2 separate regions of the Mus musculus genome follow, and region 1 is linked to region 2. The links are chromatin contacts, called in public HiChIP or PLAC-seq maps. All regions are on one chromosome and are shown on one strand. The core of a region is the stretch at or near the end of the contact, and the rest is flanking DNA. Distances in the headings are between cores, read along the strand shown.

Region 1 (5,159 bases), core at 938-3,437, 130 kb before region 2:
TGCTGGGATTTGAACTCAGGACCTTCAGATGAGCAGTCAGTGTTCTTTACCACTGAGCCATCTCTCCAGCCCCAAGTTATAGATTTCAAATGTGATGTAAGGTTAAACAACAGTAGTTGGAGCAATCAAATATTTTCCCATTCATTATTTTAGACTCATCTATTTTTATTTTATGTGTATGAGTGTTCAGCCTGCATCTACATCTACGTGCTATGTATGTGCTGGTGCCCTTGGAGGGCAGAAAAGAGAGTTTAGTCTCTTGGAAACAGAGTTATAATGGTTGTAAGCCATCATGCTGGTGCCGAGACCCAACCCTCCAAGGTCCTCTGGCAAAGTAACAAGAGATCTCAACTGCTGAGATATTTCTTGAGCCCCTACTTACTAATTTAAAAAAAAAAAAAAACCAGCAGTGATGGCACATGCCTTTAATCCCAGCACTTGGGTGGCACAGGCAGGTGGATTTCTGAGTTCAAGGCCAGCCTGGTCTACAGAATGAGTTCTAGGACAGCCAGGGCTACACAGAGAAACCCTGTCTCGAAAACCAAAAGAGAAAAAAACATGTGCAAGGTCCCATACACACATGTTCACAGTGTGCCCCGGAGGGGAGAGGACCATTTACATTTTCTTCTCTGTCACGTTGGTGTCATGTTGGTCCTAGGGATTGAAGCCAGGTCCTCAGGCTAGACAGCAAGCATCCTCACCTCCTGGGGCATTTTGCCGACCCTTCAAGTATAAGTCATTACACTTTGTTGTAAGTCACTCCCCATCCCTGATTGTCCTGCCCTCTGCCCCCTTCTCCCCTTCTTCCTTTCGTTTTCATGAAAAGTTTTAAATTCTTACAGCTGTATGCCGCTGATGATTGTTCCAAATAGTCCCACCATTCCTAAAAATTCCTGTCTGCTCAGCTTCTTCACGATGTATTCTTCACACACGTTAGACACAGCATACAGGGAAGCCCCAAGCAGGACTAAGATGTCACCAATAAGAACATCACTCCCTACAGGGCAGCAAGGCACAAAAAGAAATGTGTTGTCAATGGGTGAGCCAGGAGTTAGCAAACACTGATCATTTGAGTAAAACTTTATTGAATCCTAGCTTCTGTAAGTCTAAAGGCTCTCACCCTTACTGTCTGGCACAACACTGACACCGTTTTCACATTTTTACTCCCTGGGAGACCAACAGAGTGGAAGATGGTACTGTGTAGCATCCTGAAAGAAAGCCATTTAAAGACAGGACAAGTTCACAGACTGTAGTGCAGGGAATTTGTTAGAACTTCGGGAAAGGATGCTAGGTGAAAGAAATGGTTTTATTTTGATCCAAGGAGATACTAAGGTTATCTTGGAGATCTGGTAAATTCAGACCTGGTTTAGCATCTATATTGTGAACTGAAATATTCCAACCAGGCAGTAGTGGCACCCACCTTTAACCCAAGACAGCCAGGGATACACAGAAAAAAAAAAAAAAAGAAGAAAAAATCCTGTCTCAAAAGAAGAAAAGAAAAAGAAAAGGAAAAAGGAAGAGAGGGAGGGAGGGAGGAAGAAGGAAGGAAGGAAGGAAGGAAGGAAGGAAGGAAGGAAGGAAGGAGGGAGGGAGGGAGGAAAGAAAGAGAGAGAGAGAGAGAGAAATATACTAAAACACTCAGATCAAAACAAACAGCCAGGTCTCTTTTTTGATGGAAATGAAACACTACCACCTGAGAGTGGTGCTGAGTAGGATGTCCTCCCACTGCCGTGGGGGTGGGGGTGGGGGTGGGGGTGGGGTGGGGTGGGAGCTGAGGAAGGAGGGTTTTGAATTTTTGAGTTCAAGAAAAGAAAGGTAGGGAGAGGAAAGGATGGAAAGAAAGGAAGGAAGAGGGAAGGAAAGAGAGAAGAAACAAAGAAAAGGGGAGGAAGAAAAAGAAACAAAAGAATGCCATAAAGGGGAGAAAAGAGAGCTAGCTCAACAACAGAGGGTTTTGGAAAAACACATCCAAAGTGATTTAAGAGAAAGATGATTTCTACAAATATATTCAAAACAAAATTTTAAACACGTTTAAATGGGGAAAGGCAGCTAAACAAGAAAACAACCACCAAATGTTTAGCAGCAAATGAGAAAGTGCTACAGGAAGTGCTGAGGAAGCCAGCACACCTCACTGAGGAGGGGCCAGCCCAGCAAGCCTGCTCCCCCGCACTAGTTCACAGCACGGACTCCTGCTGAGTTCCTCTATCACCCACTTCAGTCAGTGTAACTCTGCCAGACTAACAGGTGTAAGTGATACAGTCTCACCTGAATTATCTTCTCGCCCAGCTAATATGTCTGCACCAACCATGGTCCCTACACCCAGCAGACAGACAAACACAGCAATGAAGTGGATCACTTTGTATCTTGCCCGGAGAATAAACCAGGAGAGAGCCATCAACACAGGAATCCCAAAGCAATCCAAGAGCTGCAGGGAAAAGAAAAGCACGCAGCCTCAACCACTTCAGCAGCATAATTAACAAGAGAAAGCACTTAGGGAACATTTGTTATTGCTGACCCTGAACGCAAGCACTTACCAGAGCTGCAGTCCCTCTGTGAGATTTGGGACTGCAAACCTGTTTTAGATGTGCATACAAAACCCCAAAGGCTAAAGAAAGATTAGTTGCCCCAAATTATATGGTTAAAAGTCAGGCTCGAGGTGGGGGGTGGGGGGTGGGGGGTGGAGGCTGGAGAAAAAATGGTTAAGAGCACTGACTGCTCTTCCAGAGGTCCTGAGTTCAATTCCCAGCAACCACATGGTGGCTCACAATCATCTCTAATGGGATTTGATGCCCTCTTCTGATGTGTCTGAAGACAGCAACAGTGTACTCATATATATAAAATAAAAGTAAATAAATAAATACCCCCTCCCCTGCCGCCAAAAAAAAAAAAAAAAAAAAAGAAGTCAGGCTGGGGATGCAGCTCAATTAATAGAGTGTTTGCCTAGCGGGCACAAGGCCCTGGGTTTGATCTCCAGTGCCATATAAAACAGTACTTTAGAGGCAGGAGGAAGAGCAGATCAAGGTCATCTTTGGCTACATAGCAAATTCTAGACCAGCCTGACATACACCAAACCTTCCTCGAAACAGAAAACACCCAAAGGCTGAATCTGTTCATCCTACCCAGGAGCCTCTGCTTTCCCCTCTGTTTATCTTTAAACTCGGAAGGCAGAGTTTCCTTCCAGTACATCCATTTACTCCACCAACAGACATTTAGTAAGCATGACCAGTGTCCAGGACTCTGTAAGAGGGTTTGGGTGTTCAGTTCAAGTACAAAGCACTTGTCTGGCAAGCACCGGGCCATGGGGGTGATGTGGGGCACATCATAAGAGGAGTTGGAATATAAAATTGAACAAGGTAGAAGCCCTATCCTGAGGAGCACAGACTAAACTGGACAGACACGAAATTAGACATCACAAAGTCCAATATTCAATTGTAACTGAGCAAAGTATTACCAAGTACAGGTTACAGTGAGGCAACGAACAGAAACCATCTCCCTGACAGAGAGGTCAGTTCTACCATGTGAGACATGCTTGATCCCAGCACAGACTCCTGTTCATTTTTAGCATATGTTTCTCCATCATTTGGGGTCCATAAGATACTTGCTGTAACCCCTTTAACTGCTCTTCTTATCAAACGGGGACAATGAGTATTCAAACTATAGCAAATTCAAAATCGATGGCAAGATAGGAAAAAAGAGTGAATTAAGGTTCTCAGCTCTTCTGAACAAAGAATTCTCACCTGAGGAATACCGAATGGCAGAGAAGCACCTGAAAAAATGTTCAACATCCTTAATCATCAGGGAAATGCAAATCAAAACAACCCTGAGATTCCACTTCACTCCAGTCAGGATGGCTAAGATCAAAAATTCAGGTGACAGCAGATGCTGGCAAGGATGTGGAGAAAGAGGAACACTCCTCCATTGTTGGTGGGATTGCAGGCTTGTACAACCACTCTGGAAATCAGTCTGGTGGTTCCTCAGAAAATTGGACATAGTATTACCAGAGGATCCCGCAATACCTCTCCTGGGCATATGTCCAGAAGATGCCCCAACTGGTAAGAAGGACACATGCTCCACTATGTTCATAGCAGCCTTATTTATAATAGCCAGAAGCTGGAAAGAACCCAGATGCCCCTCAACAGAGGAATGGATACAGAAAATGTGGTACATCTACACAATGGAATACTATTCAGCTATTAAAAAGAATGAATTTATGAAATTCCTAGGCAAATGGATGGACCTGGAGGGCATCATCCTGAGTGAGGTAACACATTCACAAAGGAACTCACACAATATGTACTCAGTGATAAGTGGATATTAGCCCAAAACCTAGGATACCCAAGATATAAGATACAATTTGCTAAACACATGAAACTCAAGAAGAATGAAGACTGAAGTGTGGACACTATGCCCCTCCTTAGAAGTGGGAACAAAACACCCATGGAAAGAGTTACAGAGACAAAGTTTGGAGCTGAGACGAAAGGATGGACCATGTAGAGACTGCCATATCCAGGGATCCATCCCATAATCAGCCTCCAAACGCTGACACCATTGCATACACTAGCAAGATTTTATCGAAAGGACCCAGATGTAGCTGTCTCTTGTGAGACTATGCCGGGGCCTAGCAAACACAGAAGTGGATGTTCACAGTCAGCTAATGGATGGATCACAGGGCTCCCAATGGAGGAGCTAGAGAAAGTACCCAAGGATCTAAAGGGATCTGCAACCCTATAGGTGGAACAACATTATGAACTAACCAGTACCCCGGAGCTCTTGACTCTAGCTGCATATGTATCAAAAGATGGCCTAGTCGGCCATCACTGGAAAGAGAGGCCCATTGGACTCGCAAACTTTATATGCCCCAGTACAGGGGAATTCCAGGGCCAAAAAGGGGGAGTGGGTGGGTAGGGGATTGGAGGTGGGTGGGTATGGGGGACTTTTGGTATAGCATTGGAAATGTAAATGAACTAAATACCTAATAAAAATGGAAAAAAAAAAAAGGTTCTCAGTTCTTAATTTGACATTGTCTCTGTGTGTGTGTGTGCGCGTGTGCGCACAGCTAGAACAGTTTATTGCTTGTGTTCATCAATGGAGGCCAGCAAACCACCAGTAGTCATGGTCCTGCCATATTTCTTACTCTTTAGTCTCCCTGAGTTTCCTTG
Region 2 (5,731 bases), core at 889-3,388:
CCTGGTCTACAGAGCAAGTTCATGTCAGCCAGAGTTACATGATGAGACCATATCTTAAAAAATAGACACACCTTATTTTATATTAATATTACTAAGATTAAATTTATTTAATCTTATTTAATTTTAATGCCAATAGTTGTAGCTAATTACCAAATACTTTAAGTCATTCTAATTTTATAAATGAACAAATTTCTACCCAGTGTACAATAAATTTGTGCCTGATCAACACTGCTCATCCACAGTGCTAACACTTTCAGAACATGTAATGGTGTGATGGTTTTCTGTATGTAAGCGTAAACAAAATGTCCAAGTGATCAGAATGATTTTCAAAGCTTTATGGTTTTTGTATCATCATAGGAACAAGCAAGAAAGAGTTTTTCAACCTGGAAACCTGAGGATTTGTTTCCAGAAGCATTAAGAACTCCGCGAGCTTTCTTTACACCACTGAAAAGCTGAATCTGGGTCAGTAAAAACATTCTAAGGATGATGTTTGTTTTTATATGGCCCTTGGTTCAATGAGGAGCAGAACTTCCATAACTTCAGAGTGATCTGGAATTGCATAATTCCTTAGATCTGATCCAATAAAAAGGATATAAGCAAGACTAAGGATCCATTTGGATCCATATGGTTTCCACATAGTTGCCCAGACAGACTTAGATCTGAAAAGCAAAGGAAACATCATCACCTCTGGGGGGAAATCACTCAGAGTAAATCTTTTGTATTTTAAAACAGTAAAGTATCAGGGCCAGGTGTAGTGGTGCACTGCTGTCACCCAGAGACAGCAACAGGGTCACTGCTACAGAGCAAAACCCCTTATCAGTCAACCAACAGTAGAACAGATGACCAAACAAAGCTACTCTTAGAAATCCCACAGTTGATACATTTATGCTTTCCAATCTTCAAATGTTTGCACCAATCTTTTCCTGGACAACCAATCTTCACCTGTGAAATAAGAGACAACACTATTCTCTTGAACATGAATGAAGTGCTGTATGATTCAATACTTCTATAAGAGCAATAACTGTAGACCAGCCGTGGCAACCTGGATCAATTACTATACATTCTAGTTCACTTGCTGAATATAGTCATGTAAAAGAAATAAAACAAAAGAACTCCTTTTGTTTTATTTCTTTTACATGACTGTTCAGCAAGATATATTACAAACGAATGTACCTTGTTATCTCTCTTGGTAAAAATGTTGTCTCTATTAAAATAGTGCCTAATGGGGGCTGGAGAGATGGCTCAGTGGTTAAGAGCACTGACTGATCTTCCAGAGGTCCTGGGTTCAATTCCCAGCAACCACATGGAGGCTCACAACCATCTGCAATGGGATCTGATGCCCTCTTCTGGTATGTCTGAAGAGAACAACGGTGTACTCATATACTTAAAAAAAATAGTGCCTAACATACAGTTGTAACTGTGACATGAACTACTAACATGATTATGGTATTGAATTATGCCTTTTAAATGTGAGTTCCACATATTTAATTTTAACTTAGACATTCCATGGGAGGATACATGTTTTTCTGTCATCATCTCTTGGTATTTTTCCCACAATGACAAGAAAAGTAAAATATGGTATAAACTTGATCTATATTTTTAATGCTACCTGTTTTAAAATAATGAAGACTGTGACAGAAGCCTTCAAAGCTATGAACTGAAATAAACCATTTAACAAGCTAATTAGTCAAACTTTTGTTATGGATACAGAAAGTTGAAAACATATTCTTGATTACACATTCTCCTTTTCTTTTGACTGTGTAAAACAAACCATTTGGTTAGCTTCCTGTTTTACAACCAGGACACTGGTAAACCAGCGTTATTCAAAGAAACAGAACCAATATTAAGCTCATAGGTGAAGATATTTATTCTGTTGTATTTGTTACATAGCCAATTTGAACCCCATTTCTCTTGTGGAGTATCTTGTCAGTTCCAAGATATTCAGCCTGGAGACTCAAAAGAACTAATGGACTTCAAAAGCCATCTGTCTGCCAAGAGACAATGAAAAAGCCAGTGTTGACAATGATATTCAAAGACCGTCTTCTGGAGAATTCCATGTGCTCAGGGCAGACCAGCTTCTTCATTCTAATTAGCCCCTCAATTGATTAAATGACACCAATCCACATCACAATGGCTGATATGCTTTACTCAAAGTCCAGGAATTTAAATGTTAACTTCTTCTGCAGGTGTGGTAGCACATGCCTTTAACCCCAGAACTCAGGAGGAAGAGGCAGGCAGATAAGATCTCTGTGAGCCTAGTCTACATAGTGACTTCCAAAATGGCCAGGGCTATGTAGAAACCCTGTCTCAAAAACTGTAAAATAGGAAAAGAAAAAGAAAAGTTAATTATCCTCCAAATACACGTGCACATAAACTTCTATTAATGATCATTAATGTCACGGCTCAACAAAGTGAACACATTAAACTAGTCACCCCAAAACCTAGAAAAACAAAAAGAATTCTCATTTACATGTAAACTCTAAAACAAGAGATCTCATAAAAAGCAGAGATGAGAATGTTTTTTACCAAAGACCAGGAATAGGAAGAAATGGAGGTGTTACAGACCAAAAGATACAATCATTCAATTAGACAGGAGGAATGAACAGTAAATACAATGATGGGTATGTGGATTAGGTTGATTCAGTAATTCCACATTGTGTACCTATGACATGGCATCTCTTTGTATCCCATAAATACATGTACTTTGACTTATGGTTTATTTATCTATTTATTTATTTATCTATTTATTTATTTATTTATTTAGGTCTTTTTTTTTTAATGTATTTCTTTATCTTATTTATATGACGAGTGCACTCAAACACAGCAGAAGAGGACATCGGATCCCATTACAGATGGTTGTGAGCCACCATATGGTTGCTGGGAATTGAACTCAGGACCTCTGGAAGAGCAGTCAGTGCTTTTAACCACTGAGCAATTTCTCCCGCCCTATTTGGTCTTTCAAGTAAGTGTTTCTCTGTGTAGCCTTGGTTATCCTGAAACTGGTTCTGTAGACCAGCTAGCCTTGAACTTGCCCCATCTTCCTACCTCTGCTTCTCAAGTGCTGGGACTAAAGGCCTACCACCACCACACAGCCCAATATTCAAAAAGTTAACCATTAAGAAACCATATCTACCTTTAGTCCCAGCACTTGGGAGGCAGGCAGAGGCAGGTGGATTTCTGAGTTTGATGCCAGCCTGGTCTACAGAGTGAGTTCCAGGACAGCCAGGGCTATACAGAAAAAGGAAGGAAGGAAGGAAGGAAGGAAGGAAGGAAGGAAGGAAGGAAGGAAGGAAGGAAGGAAGGAACCATGTCTAGGGCTCTAGGGCTGGAGAGATTGCTCAGCAGTTAAGAGCACTGACTGCTCTTCCAGAGGTCTTGAGTTCAATTCCCAGCAACCACATGGTGGCTCACAACCACCTATAATGGGATCCAATACCCTCTTCTGGTGTGTTTGTAGACAGCTATAGTGTACTCATATACATAAAATAAATAAATTAAAAAAAAAAACAAAGAAACCATGTCTAATCACTTTTCTATGAAGCTGCACAAAAACAACACCTGGCTGCCCCCTGAACTTGCCATACATTATGACTGAAATCATATGGTCATTAAGTGTTGTCACAAACTACTAATATAGTCTCAGGATTGCTATTCCTACCGGGAAGCCTGTAATGACCTCTCCTATCACCAGCTTTGGTCTACAGAAGTGAACTGCAAGAAGTGACCTTCTTGGAGAGAGAGACAAATGCCCTTTTATTAGAACACTTCTTTCTGCCTTTTCTGCAGAACATAGGTATGTGGAGAGCCTCTCACTTTACATGGTACATCCATTTAGCATGCTCAATTTTCTGGGCCTGTTGAGCCCTTTATCTCCTGTCATGGCAGTTCCCGAATTCCAACAGCAGTTAATATGGTCCGATTCTCTGCCTTCCCGAGGTCTACCTAGGAAAAAGCTGGCACTATTTTCCAGGATTCTTGCCAGAGTTTTAAATCTTACATTCCTGAAAATGCTCCCAAATCAAGAAGAGCACTGTCTGTTCTTCCAGAGGTCCAGAGTTCAATCCCCAGCAACCACATGGTGGCTCACAACCATCTGTAATGGGATCTGATGCACTCTTCTGGTATAGCTACAGTGTATTCATGTAAATAAAATAAATAAATAACTCTTTAAAAATAACAACAACAAAACAGTGGTAAAGCAGGACATAATAACAGCGTAAGCTTTTAATTCCAGCACTTGGGAGGCAGAGGCCAGCCTGTCTATATAGTGAATTCCAGGACATCCAGGACTATTAGAGAGACAGTTTCAAAACAAAATACAAAATGAAAACATTACCTGACAACAAAAAAGCCAAAAACTAATACAAGACAAAACAGAAAAAGAGTGGCAGGCATTGTTCTCAGTCCCTGTCAGCTGCAGCCTTGTAGCAGTGTTTTGTTTTGTTTTGTTTTGTTTTGTTTTGTTTTGTTTTGTTTTGTTTTGTCTTGTTTTGTTTTGTTTGAGAGGGATCCACCTGCCTTTGGGGGAAATTAAAGGTGTAAACCTCATTGGGTTGTTTTATTTAAAGATGATTTTTACTATCCTTCTAATTTATCTCCTGAATACTTTTTAAAAAAAAAATCAATGTGTTTCCTGCATGTTCATATGTGTGCCACTTGTTCCTGGTATCCAGATCCCCTGGAACTATAGGTGGCTGTGAGCCACCATGTAGGTGATTGGAACTGAACATAGCATTATGAAACAGCAACAAATACTTTTAACTGCTGAGTCATCTCTCTGGCCCCTCCTGAAAATATTATTAAATTAGTTTGCCAAATTAAAAAAAAGAAGTAATTTATTGGAATTTTAATAAATACACAGATTAAGTTTGGAGAAACATATCAAAGGTAAATGTGACAAGATGTTCCTGCTGGTCTGACCTGATCTAAACCACAGAAGTTGAAGGAGAATTTGTACTTCTTCAGCTTACTCCACCTGTGATGGAGAAAAAGTTTAAAGACAAGAGACAGGGAGAAATGACTCTTTGGAGATATAGTGTCTATTGCAGCTACAGTGTAAATGCCTTAAGCCCTAATTTTTTCTGTTATGCTTTTTCTCAATTGCCCCATAATTAGCACTTACAATTACACTATCTGAACTCATCAATACATTGTATTACAGGGAGCCAACTAAATGAAGTCTAATGAAGCAGGAGTCTCAATCAGAACTGGTCCTGTTTCAACAATGAAGTAGGCTTGGAAGACCAAAAGAACAATATAGAAAGGAGGGGCCTGTGAGATGGCTCAGTGGTGAAAGGTACTGGCTACCAAACACAGCAACATGAGTTCAATCCTAGGAACCCACACTGTGAAGAAGGGAACACTCTTGGAACTTGTTCCCTGACTTCCACATAAACATGCACTGAGCTATACAAACACATATATACTAAGGGGAGCTGAATGTGCTAGTACACACCTGTAATTCCAGCACTGGAGAGACAGAAAATTTACTAAAAGTTCCATGCATACCAGGACTACATAGTGAGATCCTGTCCTTAGAGGAGCCGGGCATGGTGATGCACGCCTTTAGTTCCAGTACTTAAGAGAAAGAGGCAGATGGATCTCTGTTAGCTCAAGTCTAGCTTGCTGTTTAGAGTGAGTTCCAGGCTCTGTGTAGCCAAGACCCTGGGGTGGGGGAAAACCAATAGAGAAAGTGGCAATATTTGGGTATTAATGTTATCTCCTTGCTTAG

Evidence for each region. HiChIP or PLAC-seq counts read pairs in DNA pulled down with a chosen protein or histone mark.
Region 1: an H3K27ac HiChIP or PLAC-seq map of embryonic stem cells shows a contact between it and region 2, with 12 read pairs. The contact joins two enhancer-like sites. A contact is called at or near these places in 27 of 484 Hi-C or Micro-C datasets (the AML12 cell line, B cells, CD4 T cells and 16 more), 5 of 115 datasets of contacts at active chromatin or transcription factors (embryonic stem cells and stem cell-derived neural progenitor cells) and 4 of 9 other capture datasets (adipose tissue, embryonic stem cells, liver and 1 more).

Annotation. Positions count from the first base shown.
Region 1 is chr9:53,803,884-53,809,042 of GRCm38.p6, reverse strand. It overlaps Slc35f2 (solute carrier family 35, member F2), which reads right to left. Exons shown (of 8, transcript NM_028060.3): 4 at 2,266-2,425; 5 at 841-997. Among named protein-coding and RNA genes, the nearest start is that of Slc35f2, 35 kb to the right of the region's middle. Within about 2 kb of position 2,187, at least 40 of the 459 cell types and tissues checked have an H3K27ac peak or open chromatin away from gene starts, as enhancers often do. A contact at or near this core is called in embryonic stem cells, where this site is marked.
Region 2 is chr9:53,677,443-53,683,173 of GRCm38.p6, reverse strand. It overlaps Gm16124 (predicted gene 16124), which reads right to left. Exons shown (of 2, transcript NR_166653.1): 2 at 1,844-2,314. Among named protein-coding and RNA genes, the nearest start is that of Cul5, 13 kb to the right of the region's middle. Within about 2 kb of position 2,138, at least 2 of the 459 cell types and tissues checked have an H3K27ac peak or open chromatin away from gene starts, as enhancers often do. A contact at or near this core is called in embryonic stem cells, where this site is marked.